Linked DNA regions of Rattus norvegicus: region 1 is linked to region 2. Evidence: chromatin contacts called from public Hi-C data. All regions are on one chromosome and are shown on one strand. Each heading gives the region's core, a stretch centred on a gene start, on an enhancer-like site or on the middle of the called end of the contact. The rest is flanking DNA. Distances are from core to core; before and after follow the strand shown. Region 1 holds the start of LOC134480933 (WAS/WASL-interacting protein family member 1-like). Region 2 overlaps Heg1 (heart development protein with EGF-like domains 1).

Evidence for each region. Hi-C and Micro-C count contacts between places; a contact is called where the count stands out from the background.
Region 1: a Hi-C map of frontal cortex shows a contact between it and region 2, with 1.9 times the contacts expected there. The contact joins the promoter of LOC134480933 here to the enhancer-like site in region 2. A contact is called at or near these places in 3 of 12 Hi-C or Micro-C datasets (Schwann cells, frontal cortex and kidney).

What each region holds. Positions count from the first base shown.
Region 1 is chr11:80,884,514-80,891,574 of GRCr8, reverse strand. LOC134480933 (WAS/WASL-interacting protein family member 1-like) reads right to left here and starts at 3,453. Exons shown (of 3, transcript XM_063270831.1): 1 at 3,338-3,453; 2 at 1-1,268. The coding sequence starts at 3,453. The coding sequence ends at 440. Zfp148 (zinc finger protein 148) reads left to right here and starts at 698. Exons shown (of 9, transcript NM_031615.2): 1 at 698-908.
Region 2 is chr11:80,545,018-80,551,605 of GRCr8, reverse strand. Heg1 (heart development protein with EGF-like domains 1) reads left to right here. Exons shown (of 18, transcript NM_001427854.1): 10 at 2,413-2,516; 11 at 5,509-5,567; 12 at 5,833-5,993. Among named protein-coding and RNA genes, the nearest start is that of Heg1, 52 kb to the left of the region's middle. Within about 2 kb of position 3,540, at least 34 of the 93 cell types and tissues checked have an H3K27ac peak or open chromatin away from gene starts, as enhancers often do.

The sequences.
Region 1 (7,061 bases), core at 2,204-4,703, 340 kb before region 2:
TCGACGTTCACTGAATACATTAGGTTACCTAGCTAACCTTGTACTAGTGCGTGTGTACAAAGGTCAGTAACTGTAAGCCCTCCCTTCGTATAGGCAACTCAGGGTCTTGGTGTTAGTTAAATGACTTCTTTGCAGACATGCAGACCAAGGGTTGGGCCCAACGAAGTTCTGACTGGGTTCTCTTGCTTTTTCTCGGTGCCCACATCCAGCATCGCAGTTTTAGTTTCAAGGGTGCAGGGTTGCATCTTTCGGAAAAAGAGGAGAGGCTAGGTAAGAGAATAAAGGAAAGATCCAAGAAATCCTGGCTAAACCCTTCATCTACGTTCCAGCCTCTTCCACTTCCCGGGGTCCGGACCGCTATTAATCCCCATTTTTCACTTCTCAGGGTGCCAGGCAAGCACCCAACCTCAAGGGGAGGACGTCCCTCCCAGTAGCTTTCTCAGATCTGATCTATTTCAAAGCATTTTCCTTTCAGGCCCATCAGGGGGACCCTCAGTGCGGGGCCAGCTTCCCGGGCCACGCTGCACTGCTGACACGCAGGCGCCGGAATCAAAGCCACGCTAGGTCTCGCAGCCACCTCTCCCCGCCAGGCGAGGGCGGGCAGCCCGGAGCGCTTCCTGTGTGCGAGGCTTCCCATAATGCACCGCGCCGGCAGCGGCGGCGACCGCGGCGACGCTCTAGCCGCGCCATGTCTGCCTCTCGACTGCTCTGGGAGGAGGAAGAGAAGGAGGAAGAGGAGGAGGAGGAGGGGGAGGAAGAGGAGAAAGGCGCAGGGGTGGGAGCTGTCGCCGGAGCTGCCACAGCAAAAGTTCTCTCCCCTCCCCCTCGCCCTCCTCGCCGGGCCCGTGGGAAGGTCGGAGCTGCGGCCGTCTGCAGTCAGTGACCGCGCGCCTCGGCGCCAGCCCGCGGTAAACGCTCGGCCTGGCAGGCCGGGGCCCGGGAGGGCGGGGGAGGGGAGGGGGCGGCGCGCGGGGGGGTCGGGGGGAGAGAGCGCGGCGGCGACGGCCTGACCCGGAGGAGCGGCGGGCCAGCCGGGGGCGGCCCGGGAGGCGGCGGGCGCAGGCCGCGGGAACGCGGGGCTGGGGGACGCGAGGATGGTGGGTCGGGGCTTGGAGAACGGAGAATGACGGGGGCGGCGGAGGCGAGCGGGCGGCTTCCGAGGCCTGCGGCTGGTGTCGGGTAGGAAGGAGGTGGGATGCACGCGGGGAGGCCTCCGGGTGCCAGGCTGTGGGCGAGCAGGCCGGCCAGACCCCAGGGCTCTCCGCCGTCTTGGTGCAGTGCATTATGCACCGCAGGCCTCGGTCGCCGCTGCTGCCTCGGTGTGCTCTTTGGCTGCAGGGAAGGGCAGGGGCTGGTGAAAGGGGATTGCTTGCAGGAAGCATAGTGGGAGTGCGAAAGGGGAGAAAGGGGCCGGAGGGAAGATGCCGGATAGGTGGAGGAATGCCGGGGGTGGTTGTGGAGCAGTCTTGAGGATTCTGGGGGTGTTCATTGTGCAGATATGTTAGGTGTTTCATTATGGAAAGAACCGAAGCGTTTCCAAGGCAAGGGAAGAAGGCTAGAGTAGTTTCTACGGATAGAAGGGAGAGCGTTTGAAGCCAGAGGATTGCTAAATATTGGAGAAGATGCAGGGAATGCATAATAGAATAGACAGATGTAGCATAATTATCAAATGCTGGCCCAAGGTCTAAAGAGTTATTCCAGATGGGCCAGAGTGGCCTAGTTCGGAACCTGTTTGGGCTCTTCAGTAGATGACATCCGGTAAGTATGGGTCCCAGCTTGGTTGGGGTCATTGAGAATTAGTCACTTAGCGTGTAGATTGGTTTGAGACATTTTAGTGCCGCACTAGTGAACTGAAAAATCTTTGAAAGAGACCTTGAGAAACCGCCTAGCCTATGGGGATTCTTGAGGCCACGGAGTTGAGAATTTTAGCAGATTTGGAGTATTGTCGGTTACCGGAGGGTGGCAGATACTGGAATAGGAATTAACTTGGCCTGGTGGTTTTCTTTTCCACTGCTTAGCTTATATGGTTCCAGAACAGCTGGTGCCGTATTTCAGCCTAGGTTGCAGGACACAAGATTATAGTTGTCCGTGTCGATAGTTGGTGCATTATACTCTGGTCTTTGGAGGCTCCATTTGTGGCCCAACGAAGTCTAGTTGAATTGGTTCTGTACTTCGGGTTGGCGGGAGATCCTTTTCCATTCACGATTCCGGATGTACTCTATCAAGGAGGCATGATGTTATTAAAGAAAATAACATCAGCAAGCAAAATGTGGGCATAGAGGATCTAGAACATCTGTGTTGATCTTAGCTTATAAGGAGGTCTGGAGTGGTTATCATGGTGCCAAGGAAACCTGAAGGGACAGAATGAGTAGGTCTGATGAGGAGCGACAGTGCCTATGTTAGGAAACCCAAGTTCTTCTCTTGCATTTACTGAATGTCAGTAGACCGTATTTTTTCAAGAAGGAACACTGGGTGAGGACAGTGTTTTGTTTTGTTTTTCTTTTTCTTTTTTTTTTTTTTTCGAGACAGGGTTTTTCTGTGTAGTTTTGGCTGTTCTGGAACTTGCTGTTGTATACTAGGCTGGCCTTGAACTCAGAGATCCTCAACCTCCTTAAAGGCTTGTGTCACTGTTGAACTAGAACAATGTCTTAAGTTCTATTTGGGTAGTATTCACCTTTTGTTATTAAGAGAAATTACATAATATGTTGTGATATCACTTCAACTGAAGAGAAGATGAGTATGATGAATGTGACTTCTTTTTTAAGGAAGTTGAAGGGAAAGAGGATAATGGGGAAATGGTGGGACATGTGGGAGAGGAAGGGAAACTCAGGTACCATTCAGTCCTTTAGCGAGGATTTCATTCCTTTAGCCGAGATAGCACTTAATACTTAAGGTGGGAAGATTGCTTTCATTGTAATTTTTCTTAGAGAAATAACGAATTTTTATTTTTTTTTTAAAGATTTATTTATTTATTATATGTAAGTACACTGTAGCTGTCTTCAGACACACCAGAAGAGGGCATCGGATCTCTTTACAGATGGTTGTGAGCCACCATGTGGTTGCTGGGAATTGAACTCATGACCTCTGGAAGAGCAGTCGGGGGGGCTCTTAACCACTGAGCCATCTCTCCAGCCCCGGAATTTTTATTTTTTAAAAAGAACTTGGAAATTTTCCTGTGAGTGCATTTAGATCTCTCACTTTTAAAGATTTTATTTTTATTTATGCATATGTATTTGTCTGTGTGAATATATGCTGCAAATGTGAGGGTACCCAAGGAGATTAGAAGAGAATGTTGGATCCCCTGGAGCGGGGGGGGGGGGGGCAGTTTTGAACTTACTGATGTGGGTGCTGGAAACTGAACTTGGGTCCCTTGGAAGGGCAGGAAGCACTTTTATTATCTGCTTCTTTGGTCATATTTACTTGATATGATGCACCGGCTTTTACTGTCGTCATGGTATTTGTGGCTCAGTTTTCCCCTGCTGCACTAGTATTATGTTTCTTTTACTACTGTGCACCAAATACAGTATGTTGCTTTTCTTATGCAAATAATATGAATATGTATGTAATTTACAAAACTGTTCTGAGGGGAATAACAATGAAAATCGTCCCCTGTTCATTGCAGTTTTGTGACTAAGACAGCTGCCTGCTGTGCCCCCAAGCTTCTCCCCCCAGCCGTCCCCCCCACTCTCCCAGTTCTGAGACAGGGTCTCATTGCGTAACTCTGGCTGATATGGAACTGGCTTTGTAGACCAGGCTGGCCTTAAACTCAGCAGAGATCCACCTGCCTCTGCCTTCCAGGTGCTAAGATAAAGGCCTGCACCACCGTGCCAGTGTACTTTTTTGTTGAGGTTCTGAGACAGAGGTTTCTGTCACCCAGGCTGGCCTGGGTATGTAGGAAAGATGACCTTGACCTTCTGAACCCTTTGCCTCTTTGATTTCTGGCATTACAGGTGTGAGTTCCACATCTAGTTTCTGCAGTACCAGGAACTGAGCCTGCGACTTACTTTTCTTTTTTAAAACAGGGTTTCTCTGTGTAATGCTGCCTGTTCTGGATCTCACTCTGTAGATCAGACTGGCCTGGAACAAGTGCTGGGATTAAAGGCTTGGCTGAACCCAAGACTTTTTTTGCATGCTGGGTAAGCGCTACCAACTGAGCTACAACTCCAGCCCACAATTTTTCCTTAATCATATTCTCACCTTCCACCTTAAGCAAATAAACACATAGCAGGGTATGGTGAGTGCACCTTTTGTCCTAGCATTTGGGAGGCAGAGGCAGGCAGATCTCTGTGAGTTCCATGCCAGCATGGTTTGCTGAGTTAGTTCTGGGACAGTCAAGGCTAAACCAGGGCTCTACAGAGAGAAACCTTGTGTTATGAAAAAAACCCCAAACCACACTTCATATAAAATAACGGGTTACTGCATGGCATTTTCATACACGTATGTAGTCGCTGTGGTCATACTGATCCCTCTGCTGCCTTATCTTATGTCCTCCCCCACATTTGTCCTGTCACAGGTTGCTAGTTGTAAGCATTGATTTTTTTTTTTTTTTTTTTTTTTGTAGTTCATGTTTTTCTCTGGCTCCCCCAAGTAGTTCGTAGGTGTTTATCATTTCTGTTTCCTTGGTTTATGGAAGTATGCCACCATGTTCTGCTCTATCATTTCTCTCTTTACCAAGATTACATCATCAGTTTGGATCATGACTACAGAAGCCAGCGTTCCCTGAGTGAAATGGTGACTGTCATTGATGTTTTTTGTTTTTCATCCTCTACTCTGATCTTCAGTTATTTTTGTGTATTAGATGGCTTACAATTTCAAACGATGTGCCTTGATATAAAAATTTATTTTTAAATTATTGCATGTTTGTGGGCACATGTGCAGCAAGGTGACTGTGTGTGGAGGTCAGAGGAGAACTTGAGGAGTTAGTTTTTCTCCTCAACCTTTATGTAGGTTCCAGGGATTGAACTCAGGTCATTAGGCTAGCATCATTAAGCAGCAAGACACGTTTACTGACTGAACCATCTCGATGGCCCTACCTAAGCCTTGAGTTTTAGAGGCTGAAAAACTCAGTTTACAGGCTTTAAACCAACTACTTTAGGACGTACCTCTTGACTTCCCACTGAATTAGAAGAGTCTTTAAACTTCTAACTTAAAGAGGGAAGGAAGGTTTTGTTAAAGTAGTCAGGAGTATTGGGTAAAATGAGAAAGAGAGGCTGGGACCCAAACAAGATTTGTAGGAAACAGCATCTTTGCAACATTAGCTTTGCTGGCTAGGGATGAGAAGTTGCCTAAAAGTAGTCATTGCTTGTTCATTTTGGACGTGCCTACCAGGTTGCAGTATTCTTTGACAGTCTTCTGGAGAGTTTTAGTTGATGAATGTGGGAATGTGTTAAAATGACCCCTTACTGTTCATTCCAGGGGTCTGAGGTGTTCATTCACTTATTTAAGATAGAACCTTGCTAAACAGTTCCAGACCGGCCTGGAACTTACTAACTGACTGAGTTGTCCAGGCTCCTCGTCTCTCTGCTCCTCTGCTTTAGACTTTTGGATTACAGGCACACATTCCATGTCTGGCTATAATTTTTTAAGTTGCACACGTGTGTGTGTGTGTGTGTGTGTGTGTGTGTGTGTGTGTACACGTATGTACGCATGCACCATGGTCTAATGTGGAGGATAACTTGAGTGAGTCAGTTCTACCTTGTGGGTCTGTGGGATCAAACTTGGGTTACCAGGCTTTTCAGTGAACTCAGTCCCACTCAACCATTCCCCTGCCCCTTTACTTACATTTTTATTAAGTAATGGAGTGGTGGAGATGATGGTGACAAGTCTGTGTTGCTTATTTAGAAGAATTGAGTCATTAGGGCTGGTAAAATTGCTCAGCTGGTACAAGTGTTTGCTGCCAGGTCTGATACCCTGAGTTCAAGTCTGGGACCGGCATAGCAGTAGGAGAGAGCTGACTCCTGCAAATTGTCCACTGACCTGTACATGCAGGTGGCATGTACACACAGAATAATGATAAATAGTAAAAAGAATGGAGTCAGTGGTTTCAAAACTGTGTGTGGAGTTGAGGTCAGCTCTGTATATATGGGGAATAAGAGGAGGATACTGTTCTATTTCTTTTAGTAAATCTTGTTTAAGTAATTGTACTCTTACTATTAATGTCAAGGTTTCTTTCACATGTAGGTGTGAATATTGAATATTATATTTTCTTCTGTTCATTATCTACCCCCTCCCCTCCGCCTTTTTTTTGGTATTGCTGATTACATTTAGGGTCTTGTGCAAAGATTGTGCCACTGGCCTAGCTGTATTCTCTTTGCATATTCATTTATATCGTTCTTTCCCTTGCCTTCACATTAGGTTGTATGCTATCTTGGAGGAAACTGAACAACTTATCTTTTAATGAATAACTGTTGAATGATTGCTAGAAGATGTAATTAGCACTCTGGAGGCAGAGACAGGAGGCTCTCGAGTTTCAGGCCATCCTGGTTCATATAGGGAGCTTCAGGCCAGCCAGGGCTACATAGCAAGCCTTGTCTTAGTGAACAAAGCAATCCAAGAATTTGTCTGTGGGTTTGATTTTGAGAGCATGGCGGGAAAATGGTTAGATACTCTGCATTTGTGGAAGAAGATGGAATAGATTAGATTTGAGCTCTAATCCTGCATAAATGTTAAAGGGGTAAGATCAGAGGACTTTTTCTAATCAGAGGGTAGTTTAATCTGGTCTGGAGAAGGACACTAGTTTCAGAAATTTTGTTGCATGATTTTCATTTAACATACATAAAAGCATTACTAGATGTCATCAAGAATGAACCCTTTGGGAGTTATGTTCTGAGGGGGCTAGACTTGTGCACAAATACACAGTGATCACAAGTGTGCCACAAAGCAGAGTGTGGCATAAGAAAATGCCACTGAAGTACAAGAATATACTTATCTGTGGGAGAACCCGGGACTGCATTGCAGCGCTGCAGAAGTGGAGTTGGAAAGCCTGGTGCAATGGTGCAGACCTGTAACTCTAGTACTTGGAGCCAGGCAGGAGGAGCCAGGCTTCTGGGCCAGTTTGCCTT
Region 2 (6,588 bases), core at 2,291-4,790:
AGATGGAAGGCAGTGTTCGCCAGACTGGATGCTGTAAAAACAAACTGCTCTCAATACAGAGCAGTTGTGAGAGGTCAGTGGTGAAACCAGCGGTTAAACGAGATAAAAATCTTATCTTGGGCCAGTAAGGTGGTCCAGCAGATAAAGGTGCTCGAGGCTGAGTCTGACCAGCTGAATTCGGATTGCTGGGACCCACGAGGCAGAAGGAAACCAGTTCCAACAAGCTGTTCTCTGAATTACTCAGGAGTGCGTTGGGCCGTGAACACACGGCAAATGCATGCAGGCAGGCCCAAAGTAAATAAATGTAATTTTTTAAAATACCCGTTTTAAAGCTGGACGGCGTAACTGCAGTTGTGGAGGTTGTCTCGAATGCACTAACTGTATTAAAAACAGGGACACATCTGTGTCTCTCCGCAATGTCAGAATTTATTGAATAACAATAAGTTCACAAGCTACTTCAATTTCATTTGCTGTAATTTGCCAAATTATTCTGATCTCCCTTGATAGCTGGCCATTGGCAAAGCATAGGTTTATTTCAGATTTGATTACTAATATTAGCTCAGATCACACATTACACATCACAGTAAAGGGGTGTGTGTGTGTGACAGAATAGCTACCAAAGGGTTAATGAGGCCACAGCAAAGTTCAAGAAGTTTAAAGGAGCCTTAGGAGAACTGATAAAGAGGAGGAGAGAGGGGTTGGGGATTTAGCTCAGCGGTAGAGCGCTTGCCTAGCAACCTAGCAACCGCAAGGCCCTGGGTTCGGTCCCCAGCTCCGGGGGGGGGGGGGGGGGGGGGGGAAGAGGAGGAGAGAATCAGTCACTTTAGGGGTTAGAGGAGGACCAAGCTGCTATGGGAGTGCAGGCTTAAGCTAAGACTATTCTTGTCAGAGCAGCTGAAGAGGCTCAGGACTATGAAGCACAGGCCGATGTAGACCACAGGGGTGAGGTCTTACACAGAACAGGGACCAGATGGACAGAGGACAGAGAATGCCACGTCAAGAGTGGAGACTGAGCCGAGCTGAAGTCCTATAGTCTTATAGTCCCTGTGCATACTGGGTGTTCAGATGCCAGGTTGCTAGGGCCGTTGCCATAGGAGTGTAAGAAGTCCTCCCCTTTATGGGTTACAGGAGTAGCTGCTGCACCCTTCCGAGGTGTATTTCATAAGCTCTTAGGGCCTCCCTTTCCAATAAGAGTTTTATTTTAGTAAGCCCCTACACCCATACAGATCCAATCTAATTGATACATCTTTGCAACAAGATATTTAGCAGTCCGTGCCCCATGCTGGGCAGGAAGGGAGTGTCTTTATCCACAGCATGAAATAGAGTTAAATGCTGCTTGTAAAATGGAGTCACCCAGGGCAAAGCATAGGCTGAAAGTCCCTGTTTTTACAATAAGCAGGAACTTAAGTCAAGCCACGGCCTCATCGTCACAGAGGTATAAATGCCTTAGGCAGATCCCTTCCAGGAAAGAAGACAGGGTTTGGGAGAGGACAGATGATATTGCTCATGCTAAAAACAGAAGGCACAGGCAGAAAACTTCTGTGTGCCTAACCCTTACCCCTGGGTTCTTTCCTGACGGGAGAGTCTGGATTTGAACCTGGGCATGTGAGAAGTGAAGCGAGCAGGTCAGGTGACTTGTATGCAGAGTGCACAGATGGGAGGAAAGCAGTTCAACGCCTTTCTCTTTTCAAGTCATTTGGCTTCATTGTTTGCAGAGAGGCATGCAAATTAGAGCGTGGCTGAAATGCTTTCCCTTGGCCCAGAGTGTTTTCAAAGAGCTGCCTGCTGTTCAGAAAGAGTCCTGAGCAGCTGGCTGCACTGAACTGTGGAACAAGCAGAAGGGTGTTAAATAAGAACTAGAGGCTTTAGTCAGTTAACTCTGAAATGTTTTCCCTGGCTCACTTGCTAGCCTTCCTCTTCATACAGCATGCAAGCTTTTTGTGTTAGGAGGGCCTCAGCCCCTGGGTCTCAGGTCATTTTTCTTCTGTGTAGAGGAAAAGATATGAATTTAAGATAATGATAAGATGTAACTTAATATGATAAGTTGATATAATGGTAAGTAGTAATTGATAAATATAATTTAATATGATGAGGGATAAGATCCAGCTCTAAAAACGAGCCTTAAAATTAGGGAGGCTTCTCCCCCTTTCTGGACCCAGCAGTGTTTCTGACATGGGCTGTTTCCTTTACGTGGCTGATAATAATGGAATCTTAGCACCTTGGAGTCTAAACCTACTGTAAATGTTCGTCACCCTTTGGTCGCCTTAAAGAGGAAGGAGTATATTTACCCTCAAGAAGCACACACACATTGTCCTGTTGGGGAATAAGGTTGTCTGTCCCAGAGATTTACAGACGCGTACCTTTACACTGGTCTCTGTTGTGTGGCTTAATGGTCCATGTTTTCCTCTTCAGTTAGAACCTTCGTGACCGAGTTTAAGTTAAAGAAGACTTTTCTCAATACTACTGCAGAAAACCATTCCAGCACTCACGAACTTGAAAAGGAGCTCGCTCAAACAGTAAGTTTCTGAACAACTAATCCTCTAAACTAATCCTAACTAAAGTTTCTGCAACGCTAATCCTCTGCTTGCTAGACCATCTCATTCAGAAGTGCATACTCCTTAGGGTCACCCATACCCCCCAGACTTACTTCCGTATTCACAGGGAAAGTTTAAGGTGAAGTAAAAAATTGGAAATCGAAGAAAAGTGTCAGGATCTGAAGAGTGCTGCTTCAGGCACATCTTCATGAGTGGTTCCCATCTGCCAGGCTTTCGTTTTCCTGTGCAAACACAGAGTCAACAGGCATGGCAGCGCCCTGTGCCTGTGTGAGCTGCGGGTGAGGAGGAGAGACCAGAAAGGCATAGTGTCCCATCTGCTATGATACCTGGCGTGACCTCCTTGTGTTCTCAGAGCTTGGAGAAAGGCCACTCTCTCCTCAAAGGATGCCAGCAGCCTGATCCTAATTCCAATTAGGCTTGGAGCTGGGCTTGGGCGCTCACAATGTAAATTATCTGGAAGCCTTGGATGCTGCTCTTTTTCCCCCTTTGCTTTTATAGTAGGAAAGAAGGACGGATAGAAAGAAACGGAAACGAAACCCAGACAATACATCTTGTTCTCAACTGCTGACCAAGTCAAAGATTTGGTGTTTGGGAACTGAAATTTGCCATTACACTAAATTAGAGATGAAATTGAATTAGATTACATTGAATTACTGTTCATATATTAGCCACTACATTGAATTAGAGTTCGTATATTAGCCAGGAATTAAGTGTTCTTATAAGACTGTGGATTTTATTTGTATTTTAATTTCATTTCCATGTCTATCGAGCATTTAATCTATGACAGGGACTATGCCAGAGGCTCAGTCCTGTAAGAGGGTGGGTGACACATGTGCATATGGAAAACAGGAAGGCTCTGGAAGCTGATGGTGTTGTCTGAGTCCACACCAAGCACAAGCAGTGTTGAAAGCAGTCTCCTAGATCACTGACGTTACACTAACTGCAAGTCTGGAGGTTTCCAAGAGCACTCTACATTTCAATAATTTACTAGGAGGACCCACAGAACGTATTGGAGGCCATTATCTTCACAGATGCAGTCCATTGCTCTGACAAGTCGTAAGTTAAAATTAGCTAAGGGAAGCAATGCATGAGCCAGAGTCTGGGGGTTCCAAATGCAGAGCTTCTAATTGCTGTCCCTGTGGTATTACTGACATTGTTGCTACCTCTTGGCAACAGTGTGTAACTACATGGAGTCCTGCCAACCATCATGCTTACCTGAGCCTTGAGGTCTGAAGCATTTATTTGGATGTCCCCATATAGACATGGTTGACTAGCCCATATGACTGACTTCAGTCCCTAGACCTCTAGAGGCCAAGATGATGTCATATTACCCAGAGTTCCCTCTGTTGTCCACACTAATGTTGAGATCGCATGGCTAATGACAAGGGCTATGCCAATTACTCTGGCACTATCCAGGTCTCCAAGCTCAACAAAATTTTTCTTGTCAAGCAGGACACTCTGAATAATAGCTTAGACATTGCCTTTCAAGAGCAGAGGCATGGGGTCTCTAGCCAAAAGTAGAGTCATTGTTCCTCCTGGTTATTCTGTAGGTGGATACTTTCTGCTTCCTGGTTATTCTGTAGGTGGATACTTTCTGCTTCCTGGTTATTCTGTAGGTGGATACTTTCTGCTTCCTGGTTATTCTGTAGGTGGATACTTTCTGCTTCCTGGTTATTCTGTAGGTGGATACTTTCTGCTTCCTGGTTATTCTGTAGGTGGATACTTTCTGCTTCCTGGTTATTCTGTAGGTGGATACTTTCTGCTTCCTGGTTATTCTGTAGGTGGATACTTTCTGCTTCCTGGTTATTCTGTAGGTGGATACTTTCTGCTTCCTGGTTATTCTGTAGGTGGATACTTTCTGCTTCCTGGTTATTCTGTAGGTGGATACTTTCTGCTTCCTGGTTATTCTGTAGGTGGTGGATACTTTCTTCTAACATACCCGTAGGGCTTTAGAGCCCTGTGCAAAAGTGTAGTCCTTTGTGTTACACTGGGCTAAGCAATTTGCCTAGCTTGGTTGGTTTGTTTCTTTGTTTGGCCAAGTATCATCATAGGATACACTGGGCCCTGACACACTGGACCCCAACTAACAGTGAAGAATTAAATGCCATCAGAGGAAGCATCAGCATGGGCTTTCTTAAGATGACATTCTGTTTATACCTAGAGATCATAGTAAGTCATTGCTATAGGATACACACACACACACACACACACACACACACACACACACACACACAGTGTAATATGACATTCAAACCCACAAACCATTTGGCAGTATTCCATACCTGTCTCCATCTTCCCAAATCAGAGGGCTGTGAAGGCAGGTGGATCTACCTGGGATGAGATATTGAGGTCCTCTGCTCCAGAAAAGGGAGTTCGCTGTTAAGGAGGCAGACAGAACGCTTTGTGCTGCTCAGAGGCAAACATGGGGCATGTCGCTCTAATTTGTTCCCAACAAAAGAGCTCTTGACCCCCGTCATGTGATTTCCCACAGAGTCCTTTTGAGGAAGACCTTTGAGTCCGGTCAACTCATTGGAGATTGTGAGGAGCCTGTAGGGCCCATCAGAGCTGGGGGCTGAGCTTTCTCCGCTAACTTGTTCACTAGTCAGAGTCCAAGTAAACAGTGCCTAGGGTTTTCTTTGTTTGTTTGTTTGTTTTGTTTTGTTTTTTGTTTTTTTTATGAAACCTTGGGTCTTAGAAGGGATCTTCTCCTTTGAAGATGTTTTGTTTTCAAGGACGCTGTACTAAACATTTCTTGCTGAGATTTCCTGGGGAACAACAGAAAGATATTGTGGGGTACTGGTTGCGGGGAGTGGAGACAAAGGCCACACTGCTTTCGGTAAAGCTGCCTGCTGGTAGCTTGATGGCTACAGAAACTACCTATTTTTATCCTGAAAATAGGAAAATGTTTCTTGGCTCAAGGATTTTTGTCTGACAACCCGGTTCTTCATTTCAGTTGAACGTATGTTTTTCAACATTGCCTGGTTATATCCGAACTACAGTCGGGGCGTCTAGGTGAGAAACAGACTTCCTTTGGTTTATGAACTGGTCTATGGAATGGGGAGTGAGGGAGGAGTGGTGCTGTCCCCAAATGGGTGATCAAAATAAAGCCAGTCTCTGTTTTACAGCTAATATACGGGGTAACCCAAGGCCACAGTCACTGGGCCTTTCTGTTCTCCTATTCTTTCCAAGGAGAATGGCAGTAAAATCTATTTTGCAGACTGCCTGGGACCCACATGCCATTTCAAGTCAGTTAAGACCTTGCTTACTTTGCCCACAGAGAGCCCAGTACAGTGGTCATCTCACTACAAACCACCTTTGTCCTGGCCTCCAATGTGACGCTGTTTGACCTGGCTGACAGGATCCAGAAATACGTCAACTCCTGCAGGTCCTCTGCTGAAGTCTGCCAGCTCTTGGGGTCTCAGAAGCGGGTCTTTCGAGGTAAGGAGAGAGTCTCTAGGGGGGAACCTGCCCTTGCAAGCAGGCATAGACTTAGAGATGGGAGGCATTTGGGGCTCAGGCCCAGGGAAGCTCCTTCACAGAGCCTGTCTTTAGGATGTCTAAGCACAACCCTTCACGACACTCAGATGCACACATCTGCCTGCACATGGCTTTTAGAGCCTCGCTCCTCGACATCCGACTCCGTCTGTTTCTTCTATACAGTGTCAGGGTGAGGGGAAGAAGTTACAGGAGCTGATGGAACAAAAAAGTTGTTACTCCTATTTCCTGGGGAGACACAAAGTGGCATATAGAGTCTGTAAGGTTGACAATGATCCAACAATCTTTATATAGTGATGACTAAGAAAAGACAAAGAACATGCAATATTACCTCTCTTTCGTTTGTCTTCTATCATAAAAGCATGGAATGACTGAGATGGTGCGAGGCAGGATGCTCCCAGGAGTGCATGATGGGACTCTCCCTTCCCTGGTTCTTGTTTGCTCAGAGGCTCTTGCCCTGCGTTAGGGTAAGGTCAGTGAGGAAGGTGATTCAGTACTCGTCTGGAAGACATGCCTGCTATCTTTCAGGGATAGCTTT